Linked DNA regions of Gossypium hirsutum: region 1 is linked to region 2. A link is a contact called in public Hi-C data. All regions are on one chromosome and are shown on one strand. Each heading gives the region's core, a stretch centred on a gene start, on an enhancer-like site or on the middle of the called end of the contact. The rest is flanking DNA. Distances are from core to core; before and after follow the strand shown.

The links. Hi-C and Micro-C count contacts between places; a contact is called where the count stands out from the background.
Region 1: a Hi-C map of leaf shows a contact between it and region 2, with 3 times the contacts expected there. The contact joins the promoter of LOC107894831 here to the promoter of LOC107895105 in region 2. A contact is called at or near these places in 6 of 34 Hi-C or Micro-C datasets (callus and leaf).

The regions. Positions count from the first base shown.
Region 1 is chrA13:88,275,610-88,281,224 of Gossypium_hirsutum_v2.1, forward strand. LOC107894831 (22.0 kDa class IV heat shock protein) reads right to left here and starts at 2,233. Exons shown (of 1, transcript XM_016820029.2): 1 at 1,270-2,233. The coding sequence starts at 1,977. The coding sequence ends at 1,477.
Region 2 is chrA13:87,444,106-87,449,720 of Gossypium_hirsutum_v2.1, forward strand. It overlaps LOC107895105 (sucrose transport protein SUC8), which reads right to left and starts at 3,912. Exons shown (of 4, transcript XM_016820336.2): 1 at 2,557-3,912; 2 at 1,563-1,626; 3 at 961-1,004; 4 at 451-798. The coding sequence starts at 3,774. The coding sequence ends at 622.

The sequences.
Region 1 (5,615 bases), core at 983-3,482, 830 kb after region 2:
ACTCTAGGAAAAATTCGGGTGGTTTCGTCAAGATGGGTTATAAAAATTGGATTGTGGTCCTTACCTACCTTGGTTCTGGTTTTGGTTACCCATCTAATACACGGATTTTAGGTTTGATGGGCAATTTTCGAACAAGTGACAATTCAACCATTGAATTAATCTATATAATTTTACTCGCCATGCATGTAAAATTTTGAATTGATCCGATATCTTTATTATACTAATCCAAAATATTATATATTAATATTTATTGAATGGTTGAAAGTTTTTTATATAAACCATAGTTAAAAATTTTAAATTCACTCTGAATTTGACATGCATAATTTACATGAATGGAACATGAAATAGAATAGTTGAATTGTTAAAATATTAATAGTATAAAAAGTTATACAAGAGTGTAAAAATCACTATAAAGTTACACCAATATAAATGTATCCCTCTTCATATATATATATATATAATATGGAGTGATTTAAAAGAGGGTTTAAATTTTATCTAAATTTTTAATTTTCAAGAGTGAATTTATTTGTTTAAATATACATAAGAAAAAAAATTTAGAATTTATATGAATTCAATTTTTTCCTCTTCAAATTTCAATCGTAAAATTTTAAAATTTTAGATATTTTAAAAAGCTAACATTTTAAAATTTTTGAATTGTAATTGTTTTGTTTGGATAAATAATTATTTTATAAAAAATTAAATTATTGAAACTTTATCAATATAAAAATAATATTAAAAATAAATAGCATAATATGGATTTATTAAATTTGTAAAAAATTATAAATATCTTTAATAAAATAAAAAATATATTGTAATAAATAAAATTAATTTTTGAAATTTAAATTCTTTATTTTATAATGAAATTGTGTGCTTTAAATAAATTAAAATCATGAGAAATTAAAAAAAACACTTTGAATAAAATTTTAAAAAAATTAAACTACTCAAATCTCTTCAATTCCTCACAAATTTTAAAATTCTCTCTTATATTTATCTAAATAAATAAATTCTTTTTTAAAATTTTTAAAACTTAAGTATAAATAAATTTTATTTTTTAAATCTCCTATCCAAGCACATCCTCAAATAAATAAATTAATTTTTAAATTTCTGAAAGTTAATATTATAAATTATATAAATGAAAATGATTCTGCCTTCGTGTAGCATATCGAGGTTGAAATATCTTTAAACACATTTAACAAAACAAACCTTGAGAGAGAGGAGCAGACAAAGATGATTCGTTAGGAAAACATAATAGCATCGTGAAAATCAAATTTTAGGTACACCAATATCTTACATTGCATTACGTTACATTATAATTTTGATAATATTTTTATTCAATTTTAGTAATTATTTTCTCATATATATTCATCTACATAAACAGGCTGGAAAAAGTTTTGAAAGCCATGAAAAACAATTCAAGGATGGGTCTAAAGCCCCTGCTTGGCATCCTTACCCTGAAGCTTGGGTGCTTAGTTAGCCTCACCAAGCAATGTGGACAACCCTCGGACCCTTAATCTTATCGGGAGACAACTTGGCCAATGACAAAGTAAGCACCCCATTTTCAAGCTTAGCCTTTACAGTGTCCAAGTCTACGTTCTCAGGCAGCCTAAATTGTCTCCAAAACTTGCCATAGGAGCGTTCTACCCTGTGCCAATGATCGCCCTTCTTCTCTTCCTCTCTCTTCCTTTCCCCGCTCACCCTCAGCACACGGTTCTCTTCCACTTCGATCTTCAGCTCTTCCTTCTTCAACCCCGGCACATCCAACATTATCCTATGCCCCTCCGCTGTTGCCTTCCAGTCCACCCTGGCTGGAGACAGTGCCAAGCTCTCGTCCCTCTCCAGGGTAAGTGGGATTTGCTCTAACACTCGGGACGGATCAGGCAATAACAGACTGCCACTCCCTGGATCCATGAATGGCAGCAAACTCGATCCATTGCATAGGCCAACATAACACGCCAAGAGCAACAGCAAGAGCCTCATTGTGTATATATGCTGAGTAAGAGTGAACTAGATTTCTTGAATTGGAAGTCTGGAACTAGTGACTTAAAGGGAACGCTACTTCAATGTTAAATTCTATTGCCATTGTAAGAAGATTTGAGGGGATATTTATATGTGGATAAAAGTAGTGAAATTCTTGAAATTTCTGATAATGTAATTAATTTGTAAGAAGCTGGGAAGATTCTAGCGATAACTAAACTCAGCAGCACAGTGCGAATCGAAAAAAGAGCAGCCGATAGGCTAGGTTCTAGAGTCTTTCATGTCTAATTACCTTTGTCTATTGGATCTATTCCAAGTTTCCTCCACAGCCCTAGTCTAGTCGGATTTAATATTTCTTTTGTTTGTATTATTATATTATATGGTTTTAGCAAAAAGATATAGCCCTTCCTTTTGGACTGGAGGGAAGATAGGTCCCAAGTTTGGATTATCATAAGGCAAGCTTTCTGTGGGCTTAGCATTAAAACTAGTTTGGATCAACATCGAAGGCCTTATGCTTTCCGGGACTAATTGCCTGCTATTCATTTGAAGGCAAGGTGAGGACAAGCCTAAGAACTACTTACTAGAACCTGCAATACTGGCTTTTGCTTGACGTGTTTCTTATTTCTATAAATGATCATATATGGATATTAGAACATTTTAACAAACAGTGTTTTGTGGTTAAGAGTTTTGACATGTTGGAAAAACTGCAAGGAACACATCAATCAGTCATGGACCATGGTGTCCTTTGCAATGCTTTAGCCAAAGCCTGGTTGCACCACATCAATAATGGCTTTCCCAAGAAAATATTCAGCGGTTTCATATTTGTGTAAACTGTAAAGTTCAACTTAAAATTTAAGAATGAGTTTCATTTTAAAGTTCAATTTAATGTAAAGAATGAATTATTTTACATCTTTTTGCTTGATAGCTCCAACTTAAGTTGAGCCAAATAAATATGGTTTTGTAAAAAATAGAACAATACAGTTCCATAGAAAGATTAACACGTTCTTGGCTTAGTAGTAAAATGTTATGTTGTGTTTGCTTGAGAAGGCAGCATGAAGCATTGACAGACATTATTAGATTATAAATCCTGTTAGTCTGTTACTAATTTGTTATACAGGCTGGAATATTGTTAGTAAGTGGTTAGCAACAGTTAGTCATAACAGTCAGTCATACGAGTATAACAAATTAGTAACAGACTAACAGAGTCTATACTCTAATAGACATTATGAATAGTTACTACCCTCAGTCGCCATTGCTTCTCACTTTGTAATTGACAATTAGATATCTAAAGATTTACTTTTTGTCTCCCATATTTTTTTCACATGTTCACCTGACACTCACTTTTTCGTGTTTCGTTTACTACTTTTAAATCCTATCTTTACGATAACATTTTTAATTAAAAAATTATTTTCAAAAGAAAATAACAGCAAAATTTCCAATGCCTGCAGGGATTATAACTTGCCAAGTAGGTTATCTCTAGTCATGCTCCTTGCAACCTAATCTGCCACACAATTACATTTCCCAAACGAGTGACTAAAATGGACAAAGGAGCAATAAGAAATAATAGATAAAATGTCATCCGCAGCAACTTTAATCCCCCGGGGGGATTTGTAAGGGTCTGTGAGGGTATTAATTACAACATTATTATCTGACTCAAATATCACATTTCTCCAGTAGCAACTCATTATCAAATTGGCACTAAGCCTTAAAAGCTACATCATATATGCACTTGCACGAATGGGTGAAATTTATTAAATTCTAATCACAAAAGTTGTCAATTTTCAAGTTTGAAAAATCAGTAGACTTGCGATAACTTTTTGGATGGAATCATGACATTTCTAGGTTAAGATGTCTGCATGGCATTTGAAGGTCTATCTCTTAGCTTCGAAACACATTTCTAATCATTCGATTTTGATTTCGAGATCTCAAGTTATGACCGTTTTAGTGAAGACTGCGAGAGCAGAATTTTTGAACAGGATTATGATGGGAATTACGAATTTCAAGCTTTCAATTCGATTTTAAATTATATTGGGTTCCAGGTTTAGGCCTAATTTTTATTATATATGAGCCCAATATTATATTTATCTACTCTTACTATTTTATTATTATTTTATTCTAAATTTTTATAATTATTAAGTATTTTAAGTTATTTAGGAGTTTTATGTTAATAAAAAAGTTTAGTTTAAAACTACTTCTTATTTAGATTAAATCAAAGTTCTAGTATAGTTAATAGTTTTATTTAGATTTATTTAATTTCATTATCATTCAACTTCTCTTTTGAGTTTATAAATTCTCTTTGAGTTTTTTTTTTAAGAATTTCTCTTAAGTTTCTTTCAGAAGAGTTTTAACAATCTTTATAAATTATGGGGATCATTTTCAACCTTTTCTTATCAAGTTTTCTTTCTTGAAGGGGAAATTAGAACCACTTGAAGAGGGTTGTAGATTCTTCATATTTCTAAGGCCTCTTAGGACTTCTACATACCACGTTCTATATTTCCATCTATATTATTTATTTTCTTTCTTATTATACTAATTGTAGATTGATTATTCTATTTTAATTATCTTAGTTATTTATTTTAATTGTTTTATCTAACTTGGATTTGATTGCGTTTCAGATTGTTTCAAAAATTCAAGCTTCTTTCCGAACGTCTAGAGCCCTAAGTCAAATCCTTGACTTTAACAAACTTTATGATCTGCTTCCGCATTCATTTGTTTCATTCTTTATGACTATGACTTCAATCACTTTGCTTGGTACCTTCTATAATCTTTCTGGCGTAGTATACCTACAATATTTTTCAGGTTTTAGTAGCAGCATCACCATTAACTTTGATTGTGTCCATCCCTTAGTTCAATGTAACTATCAACAACAGTAGACAAAAACGACAAATGAGAAATAGATTACATGTGTAAGAGATAATTTAGGATTAATTATATTTTTTGCAATTATTATTTAATTATATCTGAAATTAAATTAAATAATCATTGTTGTTTAATTCTATTTGAATAATTACATATGTTTACATATAAAATCTAGTACGATCATGATTTTAACGAAATTAGAACTGATTTTTATAAATTAATCAATTATTTCCTTAAAATTATTTTATTATTAGATTAATTAAATATATAAACTTGATTTTTTATTTAAATCAAAAGTGATAAACTCATAATTAGACCTAGTCAACTAGCCGATTATATAGCATGTGTGGTATGGCACTTATTTGACTTGGATGTTAACTTTAACTAAGAAATTCCTAATGGAATTTAAACTCCTCTTATTGAATTAATAAATGTGCTTTGAATAAAAATTAATTTCTTCCAAATATCCTTTTACATAAAACCCATGATAGCCAAAAATTATGTAGTCATTGTAATAAGAAAAGTTATATTGAATTTATTTTTAGTTTGGATTTTAGATTTGGTGAGTTATAATTGCAATTGTCTATCAATTATAATTTAATGAAAATTTTCTTATACTTGATTAAATTCATTTTTTTTTAAATTTAGATTCTAGACTTGTAGGAGTCATAATTGCAATAATCTATCAATTATAATTTAAGTCTAGAAGATGAGTTTTTTAATTGAAATACATAGAGGATTCCGACTTCCACTCGCTAGGAAGTCTTAGTTTTTATTATTTA
Region 2 (5,615 bases), core at 2,662-5,161:
GCCTTTAGTGGTGTATCAGAAATTTAAGATATTACATTATATGAATACATAATATGTTTATGATGAGTTTGCTCTATTTTAGCTCGCAAGATGTTTATTATGCATTAGTTAATAGTTTCTTTCAAACTTGTAGTTAATATGGGCAGAATTTGGAGGCAAGTATATATATTTGGAAGAAATGCTTTTGCAATTGCCAAATGTATATTGAAACTGGTTTAGAGAGAATAAAAATTATTTGGAATAGTTAAAAAATACTATTAGATTATTATTGAATTAAAATAACCTTATTTTTTATTTATTAAATAGTTTAGATAAAAGAATTGTAACACTTATTATAAATTTCTCTCTCTATATATATTCAAGATATAAAGATTTAGAAGCAAAATTTTATTTTGATATATTTTGAAATTTTAATTTGCAGCATATCTAGAAAGGAGTAAAGCATAGTGCTACAATCAAAATATAAATATCGCCATAAAACTTAAGATCCAAGGAAGGCTAATGCCACATTCAAGAACTTACATCAGTCAGTAATTAAGAAATTCTGACAAGAGAGTAGATCCCAGAAAATTAAAGAAAAAAGGAAACAATATAGTATCTCACTTTCTTCCATGACAGTGGTCAATGGGCTCCAGCCATTCCGGTTGAGTTGAGAGAGAGTTGTGTTTTGGGATTGGGAAGTGCAAATATTGCCAATAAAGCACTAATGGCAGCCAAAATAGACCCCAATACAAAGGCTGGTAAGTTTCCGCCACCAAATGCTGCATCTATCGGTCCACTAATCACTGATATAATCATCTGTCACATTTCCCAATTCAACACCCTTTTTATTTTATGAATCTATTTTTAGTTGAAACAACTATATCATTCATCTTTTTTCTTAACACCAAAACGTTATAATTATTGTTTGAAATTCAATGTAAAATGAGCAGAGCAGAGGCAAAGAAGTTGATGTTTTACCTGTGGGATAACTATAGACAAGTTTAGTACTCCCAAAGACAGACCTACAATTTTTGGATCACCATCAAATTTAGTAGGTAGAATACATGTAACATTATTCAATTTAATTAAAATGGTAATTACATATTCTTAGCGTATAGTTTAAAAAATAGTCATGTGGTCCCTTTCTCTCTGGTAAATGTACCATAGAAGTTTTTATAGTAAGAATCGAATTGTATTTTGGTTTTTCTATTCAAAAAAAATTTTATTTTTTGTAAATTAAATCAAAGAGCAAATTATTCTTTTCTTTTAAAAAATTCATCTCTTTGTATTGTTAAAAACTGGTGTAGTTGATAGAATAACCAGACAGTGAAGCGTGACATGCCACATGTACCCTCTACTAACATATAAAGACTAATTTTTAACAGTAAAAATGGATAAAAAATTAATAAAAAGATTAATTTACTCTTTAATTTAACGTATAAAAATTAATTAATTTATTTTTTAAATATAAAAATCAAAATATCATTTATAAGATATTTCATAATACTTTTACTTGTGTGTAAAAAGCTAGTATAAGCATTAAGCATAGCCACTACATCATTAACACCACTGTAACATACCTTGACCGCCACCTTCTTCAGAGCAATAGATGGATGCCAATGCGAATGGAATGCTAAATGTTACCTGCATCAAACATCATTATATTTATTGATTATTTTACAATTTCGTGCTTATGGATCTAACCTTGGATAATTATTTTCATGTCCAAACTCAACTCTAAATTAAAAATATTAATTTTTACCAATCATGATTGTTAAAATTGATTTCAAAAATATTACTAATAAAAGGGTATAAAGCTTATGGTTTAAGAAAAAAAAGGGTCTAGTTTAGGTTAGCTAAATGATAAACTCTAAACCTTACTTACCTAACCTTCTATCATTCCATTTAAAAAAGGAATGGGTCTCTTGAAGAATTGGGTATTATTGTGAAGGCAACAATTTTCCTAAAACTTTTATAATCTTTAGCCAACCAAATTTGTATCACTTTTTTTTTTTAACTTTGAACCTGCATCATTTGATATATAAGAAAAAAAAATTAAAGTGTGATGCAAATTCAATTTAATTATATTTCAATAAGCCTCTACATTTTACCTTCAACAAAACATTGAGCCTCCAAAAATTTTAGATGTAAATCTTTCTTATATCCATAAATTTTCCTAAAATTGTACTATCACATGAATTTTTTTTTGTTTTTATCATAATTAATAGTATCTTAACATTCTTGAAATTTATTTCAACTTGTATTAATATTTTTTTAAAATATTTTATAAATATAATTTGTTGTGTATTTGTCATGTTTTAAGTATATACCATTAATGTGTGTTAATTTAAAAGCCCAAATAAATTATAGAAAATGATCCAAAGAAGTCTGAAAATTACTTAAAAACCAACAGGCGATGATTATGAAGAAAAATTATTTTGATGGTGAAGGTGTGTCCGTGATTTAATAGTGAATCACGGAGGGTGACTTAAACCTTTTTCCATTACGTAGCATCACACATTTATGAAAGAGCTGGAGATTAAGTGTGAAGAAAGGTAAAAAAGGAAAACTAACCGCAAGTGGAATACCCAACAACCCAAACAAAGCCAAGGCAGAGGTTTTGATTCTGGTTGGTGGAGGGGTCAAGATTTGTGGTCCATGTTCACCCCTCCATGCCTCCGCCACCTTGGTGATCCACACCGTCCCCGCCAAGCATGCTGCCAATATCAAGTTCACCACCCCCCACATGTTCTTCACTCCACCTATCAACCGGCTCACAGGCTCTAACCCCAACGACGCGAACGCCAACACTATGGAGTTTATCATTAGACCCAACGCACCCGCACGCACTCCCTCGTCGTACAATTTTTGTTGGCTTGCACTCCCCTTCACTTTCCCTCCGTATACTTCCGCCCCCATCCAGTCAGTGTCGTACAACAAGAATGGAAACCATGCCATCCAATTAAGGCATGTCACCAGAAGCAAGATCCACATTGGTTTTTTCAGGGTCTTGAATGCCATCACTAACTCCGCAAAGAAAGGCCGCCCCGATGACCTTCCTTCGTTGTCCTCTTCGTCTCCAGCTTCCTTTCTTGTTATTGGTGTCTCTTTCACGGTGGTAATGGCGGTTATTGTGATAGACAGGAGGAAAACAATGTCAATTATGAAACAAGTTTTGAGGTTTGCACAGTAAACATCACAGGCGGTTGTTTGTGTGAAGGGTAGGAGCTTGTGGAGATCTGAGAAGGAACCAGCTGCATAACCTAAAACGTTGCCAACAGCCATGAAAAACGAGAACCACGCATTGGCGATCCTCATTCTTTTATGATCATTCGACGAAAGGTCAGCCAAGAAAGCGCGGCATGGACCTTGTAACATGTTGTTAGCCACATCGAGGATCCAAAAACCTGTAACGAAGATGGCAACGGCCCTAGGCTTTGTGGGATTTTGCAGTGAATCACCAGATCGGTGACCGATGTCTTTGGCGAAGCCAATCATGAAAACAGCGACGGCAACGAAACAAGCTCCAACAGCAATGAAGGGTCGGCGACGACCGATGCGAGAGGTACAACGGTCACTGCTGTAGCCTACAATGGGTTGAACGACGAGGCCGGAGATGGGACCACAAAGCCAAATGAAAGCAGCCCAGACGTGAGGAACACCAAGGGTTTGGACATAAGGGGTTAGAAGAGAAAGTTGCAGAGCCCATCCGAATTGGATCCCGGCGGCAATGGCTGAAATCACCACAATATTCCATAGCGGGATCGGGGTTACGGTTTGACCTGTCTCCATGGCGCTCTTATCATACAGATAAAAAAGAATAACAAGAAACTGATGATTGATGGAAAAGTGCAATCAGCATATATGGTGTATATATGTCTTGATGGTGTGAAGTGTGAGTGAATCATAAATAAGATGATATTTATATAGGGCACAAGAAATTATATATGGTTAAAAATAGTTAATAACTTTTAAAATAAATTTGAGTGTGTACAAGTATATACTATTTGTGGATTCAATATATGGATAAAGCTTGGTTGTAACGAATCCAAGTAAGTTGCCCAATTGATGGAATCTCATAATTACATCTTTCCTATTTTGGCTTTTTTTTTTTTTTTTTTTGCTTTGGGTGAATGGAACTTATTTAATTTTAAATTAAAGATTTGAGACTTGCGTCGAGGTTAAATGTTTATTCAATTATTATTATTATTATTATTATTATAACCTTCTATTTTGATTTTGGTAAGAAATTCAGAAGTAGATGGGAGGGAATTAATAAAAATAATTTTGAAGGTAAAATTTTCAAGTATTATATTTAATTTGTTTCTACCGCCAAAAAAGCTAAATTCAATTGGTGTCATTTCCATTGAAATCGTATAAGAATTTTGTATTAGGATTAATATTATATTTGGATGAAGTATAGAAATGTTGATTAAATTATTATTCGTGTTGTATTTTTTATTAAATTTTGGGATTAATTTTAAAATTATATATATTTTGATTTAATATGTAATTATATATATAAGTTTTAATTTGGTGCAATTATACATATAAAACTTTAATTATAGTTTTAATATATATTTAAAACTTTAATTTTGATTTGATCATGCGAATTTAAAGAAATAAATACATTAAATTTTTTTTATATTGGATAAATATAATTATTTATATATACAATATATAAACATAAAATGATGTTATATCAATAATTGTGTTAATAATTTACAAAATTGGGTCAAATCAAAATTTCATGTGTAAAATTGCACAAATCAAAGTTCATATATGCAATTGCATATTAAACCATATTTCTTGTACATCTTTGGGATTTATCCCTTAAATTTTTATTTTTTTTATGTTAACATTAATCTATTCGGAATCAAAATTTTTGGAGCCATTTAAAATTTGATGAAAATGCTAACATGAGTTTATTTTACTGGTTTGATAACAAATTTAACCCTCTAATACTAACACATTCTATCAATTTGATTTCAAATTTAAATAATTTTAAGACAATATATATGTCACATGTCGGGAATAGGGGGCTTTTTTACGCAATTAATCCTAAAAGAATTATTTATGAAAATGGTCCAAGTAAAAAATTAATGTACGTAAATGACTTGTTCTCAAAAATGACCGCCAATGCCTCCTGACTCACCGGTGGCACTGTCCCCTCATTATTAGCCAATCATCAGCTTCTTAAAAAATATCTTTTTAGGTTCTGCCACTATGTCAGGCCGCACCATTATGTATTTTTTAGAATACTCGTTAAAAATATAGGTATTCACGATGGAGAAAAAAAAAGGAAAAAGAAATTTTAATGGGTGTCATCGATATGTCAGGTGACACCCGTTAAAATATTTTAAAAAAATATTTTTAGGTGTTGTCGCCGTGTCAAGCGGTACCGGTGATATTTTTTTAAAAAAATTGTAGAAAAAATAGTTCAAAGTTTTGGTCATTGTTTTAGAAGATTTTGAGTTGGCTACTAGGAGATCTAAACTGTAAAAGTCAACGAGAAGGAGGAAATATCTTTTTTGGTGTCGAAATCGGCACAAAAAGCCATTGTAAATGGCGGCATCAGTGGCATTGAGTATGGCAGCTAGGGTTTTCAATTAAGAATAAGAAAGAGGAATCTC